2 separate regions of the Sus scrofa genome follow, and region 1 is linked to region 2. The links are chromatin contacts, called in public Hi-C maps. All regions are on one chromosome and are shown on one strand. Each heading gives the region's core, a stretch centred on a gene start, on an enhancer-like site or on the middle of the called end of the contact. The rest is flanking DNA. Distances are from core to core; before and after follow the strand shown.

Region 1 (4,999 bases), core at 1,882-4,381, 460 kb before region 2:
ATGGAAGGGAACTTCCTCAATCTGATACAGGGCATTTTTAAAAAACCCATAGCTAGCATTGTACTTCATGGTGAAAGATTGAATTCTTTCAGTTCTTTTTTTGTTCCCAAGATCAGGAACAATTCAATATTATCCACTCTCATCGCTTTTATTCAGCATTTTACTGGAGGTTTCAACTGCACGAATAGACGAGAAATGAAATAAAAGCCTTCCAGATTGCAAAGAGATAAGTAAAACTATTTATATTAGCAGAAGACATGATGTTATATATAGGAAGTCCCAAAAAGTCCACTTAAAAAACTATTAGAAAAATTTAAAAAGTTGACAAGGTTGCAGGATATAATATCAACACAGAAAAATCATTTGCATTTATATATACTAGTAGTAATCTGATCATGAAATTAAGAATAACATTAATTTCATTTATAATAGTATCAAAAAGAATACTTAAGTATATACATTTAATAAAAAATGTGTAGGGCATGTACACTGAAAACTATCTAAAAATGTTTAAAGAAACTAAAGATCTAAATGAGTGGAAAGACACTCTATATTCACGGAATGGAAGACTTACTATCTCATTTATTTTTAAATTTTATTGAGGTAGAGTTGATTTATAATGTGTTAATTTCTTCTGTATAGCAAAGTAATTCAGTTTATATATATAACTGAATATATACACACACACACTTTTTATTATGGTTTATCACAAGATATTGAAGATAACTCCCTGTGCTATACAGTAGGACCTTGGCTTTTTATCCATCCTATATGCAATAGTTTGCATCTGCTAATTCCCAACTCCCAATCCTTTCTTGCCCCACCCCATCCCCTTGGCAACCACAAGTCTATTCTCTCTATCTGCGAATCTGTTTCTATTTCACAGACATATTCATTTGTGTGTTATTTTGGATTTCACATATAAGCGATATATGATATTTGTCTTTGACTTACTCTGGTTAATATGATGATCTCTATGTCCATCTATGTTGCTGCAAATGGCATATTACGTCGTTATTTTTCACAGCTGAGTAATAATTCATGGTATACATCACATCTTCCTAATCCATTCATGTGTTGATGGACATTTAGATTGTTTCCATGTCTTGACTATTTTAAATAGTGCTGCTGTTAACATAAGGGTGCATTTATCTTTTTGAATTATGGTTTGTCTGGATATATGCCCAGGAGTGGGACTGCTGGATCATATGGCTACTCTATTTTTAGTTTCTTAAGGAACCTCATACTGTTTTTCATAGTGGCTGCCACCATTTACATTCCCACCAACACTGTAGTAGAATTCCCTTTTCTCCACACCCTCTCCAGCATTTATTTGCAGACTTTCCAACCACGGCCATTCTGACCGGTGTGAGGTGGTACCTCACTGAAGTTGTGATTTGCATTTCTCTAACAATTACCAATGACAAACATCTTTTCATGTGCCTATTAGCTATCCGTAAGTCTTCTTTGGAGAAATATCTATTTAAGTCTTCTGTCCATTTTTTTTATTGGGTTGTTTTCTTTTTTGCTATTGACTTATATGAGCTGTTGATAAATTTTGGAAATTAAGCCCTTATCAGTCATATCATTTGCAAATATTTTCCCTCAGTCCATAGGTTGGAAGACTTACTATTTTAAATGGTAATATTGCCCAAATCGATGTACAGGCAAATGAAATTCTTGTCAAAATCTAAGTTGGCTTTTTTTTAAAATTGCAGATACTGACAAAACTGCTTAAAAAACTCGTATGGAAATGCAAGGGATCCACACAGACAAAACAATCTTAAAAAAGAAGAACAAAGTTGGAGTACTCATTCTTTCTAATTTCAAAACCAATCACAAGCTTCAGGAATCATGGCTGTGTAGAACTGTAATAAGGATAGACATATAGATTAATGGAATAAAACTGAGAGTCCAAAAGTAAAAGCTTACATTTATGGCCAATTTATTTTCCCCAAGGTGCTGAGATAATTTCACACGGTAAGAATGGTCTTTTCAATGCTGAGACAACTGGATATCCATATGCAAACAGGTAAAATGGCTCAAGTACTTTGGAAAACAGTTTAGCAATTCCTCAAATGGTCAGCGTTACAGCTGGATCTGGCAACTCCTCTCGTAGATATATGTACATGCTCAAGAGAAATAAAAACATGTGTCCACACAAACTTTATACAAATGTTCACAGCAGCCAAAAAGTGGAAACAATCCAAATGTCCATGAACTGATGAATGGCTGAATAAAATGTAGTATATGAAAACCAGGAATATTTTTCAGCAATAAAGGAACTAAGTTCCAATACATGCCACAAGAACTTTTTAAAACATTTTACTTAGTGAAAGAATTTAGTCAAGAAAGACCACTTATTGTAGGATTCCATTTACATCAAATACGCAAACTGACAAATCTATAGAGACAAAAAGTAGACTAATAATTGCCTAGGACTGGGGAGGTCCTCGTTGGGGGGGGGGGTGACTGCTAATGAGTACAGGGTTTTCATCACCTGGAGCTGATGGAAATATTCTAAAATTAGATTTTGGTTATGGAAACACAATTCTGAGGATATACGAAAACCCACTGAATTGACACCTACAGCAAGTGGAAGTTCCAGGCCAGGGATCAAACCCATACTGCAATAGGGACCTTCGACACAGGAGCAGAATGACAGATCCGTAACCCGCTGTGCCACAAGGAACTTCCAATTTTTATACTTTATGCAAATTGTATTATAATATGTGAATTATATCTCAATAAGTTTGTTTTTTAAAAAGAAGAACCAAAGCTCATCTAGACACGGCCCGCAAATTCTGGGACTTCCCCAAAGCTGTGGCTGAGACGCCCCATGTAATGGGAGGGGAGGAGTTTGGGAATGTGCCAAGGAAAGCAGCCATAACTTCCCAGTTTGGAAAGAACGGCTGAAGTCTCGTGGAGAGTCCTACCTTTCCCCCAATTCAAGGCACTCGAGCGTCTGCAACGAAAACTGACCTAGAAAAATCGCCAGGGCCCACTGACACTCACCACCCCGAAACAGCAGCGGCTTCCAACCGGAAGCGGAGGCCCCATGTTTATTACGGGAAAAGCGAGGTTGAAAGGAAGTCGCTGGAACCATCTTTGCTAAGGGCAGGAAAGACCAAGGGGAGGGAGTTGCGGCCATCTTGACTGAGGGCATGGGTATAGCCAATGATGCGTTCCACGTAGGGCTAGTTTCGGCAGTTTCTAGAGGTTTTATTGATGAGTGTGCTTGGTAGACGCTAAAGGGAACAAGAAAAATATTTTAAATTTTTGAAAACTTCAATATCTACACTTTGAAAAACATGAAAAGTAGAGAGATTTAAAAAGATAATGTTAATATTTCAATATGTTGCAGGCGGGTACTGCTGCACACCGCCAAAATGTCAGGACCACAGATAAGCGAATGAGGGTTACTATTTCCATCTCATCATATTCTTGAAAAAGCACTGTACACCTACAGCCTCCTATAGATGCCTACACTAGTATAGAACCCCATAAGTTAGGAATCTTATGCTCAGGATGAAGATTTTAAATAACACTAGCTGAAGTTCGGCGAACTACCTGCCAGATACTACAGTCTGGCTGATATAGTGACGTTTTGAAGTCAAATTTAAAGATACAATTAGAAGTAAAACGTTCCTTCACATTCAGACAAACCTAACACAGTAAATATAAATTCAGCTTTTGCTTCCAGCTTTGTGCTTTGATAATCAGTGTATAATTTTGATTTTCACTTTTTTCTATGTAATATATCTCATTAAAAACTCTTCCAGGGAGTTCCCTGGTGGCCTAAAGATTAAGAATCAGCCATTGTCACTGCTGTGGCTCAGGTTATTGCTGTGGCTCAGGTTCAATCCCTGGCCCAGGAATTTCTGCATGCCCCCCCAACAAAAAATAGAAATGATAAACTCAAATGTTATTGAATGAAATTAATTATCTGATTATACAACAATTTAGAATGACTTTAGGAGAGCCCGTCCTGGTGCAGTGGAAACAAATCTGACTAGGAACCATGAGGTTGCAGGTCTGATCCCTGAGGATCTGGCGTTGCCATGAGCTGTGGTGTAGGTCACAGACACGTGGCTCAGATCTGGCATTGCTGTGGTTCTGGCATAGGCTGGGGGCTACAGCTCTAATTAGACCCCTAGCCTGGGAACCTCCATATGCCACAGGTGTGGCCCTAAAAAAGACAAAAAGACAAAAAATAAAATAAAATAAAATAAAATGACTTTAAAATAACAAAAGAAAATTCCGATCATTCACTGCATTCTCAGTTTTCCTGTCTCTTTAGTCTTGCTTAGTCTCTGTTTCTCCATTTTTCTTTGTATTTCTTGGCACTGACATTTTGAAGAGTACAGTTCAGTAATGAGTAGAATGTCCCTCAATTTGAGTTTGTCTGAGGATACACCTGGTTCTCAACGGCACTGAACATTGCTGATCACTCCCTCCTTCTGTAAAGCCCTTGTCCCTGAGCTTCTCTGATACCGCTTTCTTCTAATTTTTCTCTTTCCTCTCAAAAATTCATCTACAAGCTCCTTTATAAGCTCTTCTTTCTCTTCAATGTGGGCCTCTGTCAGGGTTCTTCCGTCTTCTTTTCTTGTCCCTTCTACGCAGATGATTCCCAAACCTCTAAGCCTAGGCTCCTCCTGAGGTCCAAGTTAACACACCCTCCAGTGCATTTAACTCACCCTCTCCCTCCTCCCAATCACCCTGTCCTGTTACCTGAAAAATGGGTTCACCTCTTAGTGGGTGTCAAACCATAATACAAGCCAAAGATTGAAAGAAAGAAGGGTTTATTATTTGCAGCAAGTAAGGAGAACACCAGAATCTTTCCCAAAGCAGTGTCTCTTTGACCTGCAAAACTGGGGGATCTTTAAGCTAAGGTACGTGCTTATTCATGAAGGGACTTGAGCAGTGTATGCATATTCATGAAGGGGCTTGAGCAGAGGATTCCACGTAAAATTGGGGCAAAGGTCAACAGAGTCCAAAC
Region 2 (4,630 bases), core at 1,796-4,295:
TTTAAGATCTTGATCTTTTGGCCCACATTCCATTCTTTTCTTTCCTAAACTCCATTAGGAAAACATGGATGGGTGGGAAGCTTAAATTCCAAGTTTCTTGTTTGGCAACAATATTGTGCTTTGGGACTTTAAAATTATAAACATGTACAGTGGGAAAATTAAAAAAAAAAATTATAAGCATGGTTCCCAGAGGAAAACATTTCCTTTATTAGCAATTGGCTTTGACAATTCCATTCTAGGATGCTAAATATAACAAAATACCTTCTGACTTTTACAATAAACACATTCCCCAGATTACTTTGAAACTAACCATTGTCTGTTTATTTACAGGACATTTTGCAACAAGTTAAGCAACTGTAACTTTTTTTTTAAATCTTTCAAATTTGTTCCAGTTCTTTTAATGAATTGATCTGACATTGTTTTCTGAATTCTTCTATTATGAAATAAGAAAGTTCCCATTTCACCATGTATTTCCCTAAAAGATATCCATTTTATTATTTCTAATTTTCTTAAATCGTAACCCAAGAATACCAGCAAAGATTTCTGACAGGAAGTTTTTCATACTGTAGAAAAGCCTAATTTTAAAACTTTAAACACATTCATCAAAGACAAATAAAACATTCTGCAGTTCTTAAAATGTATCTTTATTATTAAAAATCCCATGCGTGATAATTCAGAAATAGTCAGTGAGAGGCCAACTGCCTTGTTCTGGGCTAATGGACTACATCAGGCTTTTAACAGAATGCAGTAGCTACTGTGTTTAGGGAACAACAAGCACTTAGTGCACCTCAGAGCCCCAGGCATTCTGTCATCACATAAACAGTGTAAGCACAGTTGTAAATAAATAAATAAATAATAAGGTACCTTTAGTTGGATAGCTCCTCTTACCCTCCCTACCTAAAACAAGGAACAGGGAAGTATTTAAGGATGAATTGGCAGTTTTGTCTTCGGGAGATGGATCCAAGTAGTTGGGTGGGGAGGGTAGAAAATTTATGTTTCACCTCATAACCTCATGAGTTTTGGGTGTGTAGGTTTGCTTGTTTTTACCATGAAGTATGTCTAATTTTTACAAATAGCTTTTCAAAAATATGGCCCACTAGTTAACCATGCTTTCTTTTTTCTCCCTCTTCTCATACCTTCTAAAAACCATGAAGTCTCAGTCAACATCAAGTCTGATCTCTCTGAAAAGTTCTTGCTTTTTCACTTTTTAAAGTTTTATTGAAGTACAGTTGATTTACAATGTTGTGATAATTTCTGCTCTACAGCAAAGTGATTCAGTTATTCATGTAAGCTCTTAAACAGGGCTACACAGTCTCCAGAATATCTGGAAACCCCCCAACAGGCATATACAGGCTAGGGACAGAGCTCTTCCAGGCCAAACAAGGACATTTAATAGGAATATTAGAGACTTTCAAGTACATTGTCTCTGTAAGTGACTCCTTTTTTTTTTTTTTTTTTTTTGGTCTTTTTGCTATTTCTTGGGCCGCTCCCGCGGCATATGGAGGTTCCCAGGCTAGGGGTCGAATCGGAGCTGTAGCCACCGGCCTACGCCAGAGCCACAGCAACACAGGATCCGAGCCGCGTCTGCAACCTACACCACAGCTCACGGCAACGCCGGATCGTTAACCCACTGAGGAAGGGCAGGGACCGAACCCGCAACCTCATGGTTCCTAGTCGGATTCGTTAAGTGACTCCTAAACTTGCACCCAAGCCCTAAATTTTCTCCAAAACATATTCTAAAAATCATTATGGAGAGTTTTAAACAAAACTGTTTAAAATCCCTTTTCTTTCACCCAAAACAGTCCTTCCAGTGTAATTGCTCTCTTGACACCCCGACACTAAATCTTGTGCTTTTCTTCCTTCCTGCCATCTCCCTAGTGTTCCTTTCCTCCAGTTATCAAAAACAAAAAGCTCAGGAATGGTACTATACGCCGGGTGTAGGGCAACAAGGATGGGTGGGAACAGCTGTCCCAGCCAAATAATTCAGGTGGAAATGTGATGGCAGATCTTCCAATTATCCAAGACAAGGAATAAATTCGGATTGTTGGGAGAAACGCTCTGGTGTTTAATGCAACATAGGGACCAAAGAAAACATCTGTAGGTCACCAGTTGGCAACCTGTGAGTTAACCAGTCTCTCTCATTCTGGTCCACGCTCCCTCAGTCCACTCTACACATCACTGTCAGATCAATTTACCAAAAGCACTGCTCCTGATCACTGCTAACTCCAGGCTGGAAATACTACCACGAAGTTTATACTGTCATTCAACGTCCAAAGTAACAACCACTCACCTTTCTCAAGTCCCCTACCTTTTACTTCAATCAAAGGAGTCTAGCCCCTCATCCCTCACCCAGCTATGTCCCTGCCAAGATGGCCTCTTTTCTACCCTCCTCTTCTACCCCATCAACGCCCACATTTGAAGCAAGATACAAGCCTTCTATTGGGAAAATACACACGAGTTAAAGAAACGTCTCTGCTTAAAATCAAGAGATTTAACCTAAAGCTAACAGAAGGGATCCAAACTTCCGAACAAGCAAATCCCATGGCCTTGTCTTGATACACCCCCCCCCACATCCAAGAAACATTTTAATGGAGAGCAGAGGTCACGCTCAGAGGAGTCTTTGCGGGGTCTCCACGTCTTCACACCCAGGAAGGCCTTGGGGAGGTGGAGGGCTGGTGGGGTACCCTCACCAGCCCTGGGAGGCAGGTGGACGTGCGCAACCCCTCGCGCGCTCCTTCCCGCGCCCCAGAGATACTACCCCCAACCGGACTCCAGAGCCAGGTCCCCGGGACCCCGACCTGCTGAACCCTGGCGCGCGCACAGCGGGGCTCCGCAACCGAGGACCCTCCGCGCCGACCAGGCCAGGGGGCGCCGGCGGCCGCTCCAAAGAGTCAGATGGAGAGATGACCCCTCTGCGCGCTCCCCTCACGGACCTCCGGGGGACGCCGCTGCCCAGCCGCGCCCACCCGATGCCCAAGCTGCCGCTACCTTGTCCTCGGGCGGTGCGTCCGGGTCGTGGACCACCCTCTGCCTTAGTTCCGTCATGCTGGAGACACCGGTGCTAGGTCGCCGCGAGCGAGTACCGCAGCCGCTGGGGCCGGCAGCTCAGCGCTCCAGCCCCGCCTCGGCTGAGCAGCGCGCGGCTCCGCAGCGGCTCCCAGGCCCCACGGCAGCCCGGCCTGCAGTCCTGGAACTCGGCCCCGCCCGGTGCTGCAGCCGCCCTTTCACCCGGGCTGAGCGCAATCAGCCTCCTCAGCCCTGGCCCGCTAGCTCCTTCTCTCGGGAGGGCCCCGGAACCAGCGCGCAGGCGCACCGCCGCCATCATGGCCACAGAGATCCACCAATGGCGCGAACCCGTCAGAGAGGAGGGGCGCTGGGGGCGGGGCAAGCAGAGCGGGATGGAGGGGGCGTGCCCTGGATAGCAACATGACGGGGCGTGGAAAGGCGTGCGCGTCCGAGAGAGACTAGCCAATGGGAGCTCAAGAGCTGGTACCCTAGGTCCTAGAGGTAACAGATAGCTAGGGGCCGTGGGTGGCAGCTCCCAGGCTCCAGCCTGTCTTGTGCTTGCTCACCTCGGCTCCCTGTCCTCTGTAGCCGGGGCTCTTCCCTTGCACAGTTAAGTAGTTAGGACCTGAGGGGAAAAGCCTGGGAAATCCACCTGTGTTAGAGAAGGAGCTCAAGCCAAACTTTAACCTGCCTCGCCTTGCCAAATTATCTTCTACCACTTACTGAGCGTTAATTATATGCTGGGCATTATACTATGTGATCTTTTTAATTTATCCCATTTAATCTGCACAACACTTGGAAGTGGATATGATTTCCATTTTATAGATAAGACTTCACAATTATTCAGATTTCTTTTCTGTCATCTGTACTATTGAAAGACCTTTTTTGGACAGGAATACTGACTACTTTGTTCACATCCTGATCCCCTATGTACCTGACATACCTGTTCAATAGATTTAAAGTTTCTCCTAAAGGAAAATGATTTAGCCAAGGTCTCATGGCTAAAAAGTGTCCACTGAGAATCAGAACACAGATTTGTTTGCGCCTACTCTAACCACTGTACTGATTCCTGCCCTTCCTAAATTCATTGTTAATATCTGTTACTCAAGCATTGCCTTCAGCGGTTTCTGTTTACTGCCTTGTAAATGATATAAAACAACTTTAAAATGGGGTCTCTTCCCTTAAGCATATTGTTGTTGAAGAGAGAAATATGCACACACGGGAGCTGCAATTTTGTATTGACAATTTTGACGTGCGCCGTGGGGTTTGGGAAATTAGTGAGAATTCTGACAAGGGCATTGTATTTTCTTGTCTTCTATGAAAGTATATTCAGAAAGCACAGTTTAACTACCAGGGTTTATAACTCCCTACAGTTTGGCCCAAACCTTTTATCCATTGCACTCAGCCCTCACGAGCTAATGGAGCTCAGGCCAGGTACAATTCTGAAGTCACTACTGTAGTAAACAGGGATCAGGTGTTCAGACTTCTGGAAGTAAAAGCTTTAGAGCCTCTCCCTCAAATACAGACAGAAATTAAAAGTAAAATATCCCCCACACATGCCTCCAGCCAGAAAGAGGATTTTGTTCTTTTACATTATCTTACACCTCCTCCTCTACCCCTGATT

What was found. A called contact is a pair of places that touch in the nucleus more often than the background predicts.
Region 1: a Hi-C map of liver shows a contact between it and region 2, with 3 times the contacts expected there. The contact joins the promoter of C17H20orf196 here to the promoter of CDS2 in region 2. A contact is called at or near these places in 1 of 5 promoter capture datasets (liver), 3 of 47 Hi-C or Micro-C datasets (heart right ventricle, liver and subcutaneous adipose tissue) and 1 of 2 datasets of contacts at active chromatin or transcription factors (alveolar macrophages).

The regions. Positions count from the first base shown.
Region 1 is chr17:14,608,855-14,613,853 of Sscrofa11.1, reverse strand. It overlaps C17H20orf196, which reads right to left and starts at 3,131. Exons shown (of 3, transcript XM_021078198.1): 1 at 3,016-3,131. The coding sequence starts at 3,060.
Region 2 is chr17:14,150,225-14,154,854 of Sscrofa11.1, reverse strand. CDS2 (CDP-diacylglycerol synthase 2) reads right to left here and starts at 3,045. Exons shown (of 13, transcript NM_001166673.1): 1 at 2,989-3,045. The coding sequence starts at 3,045.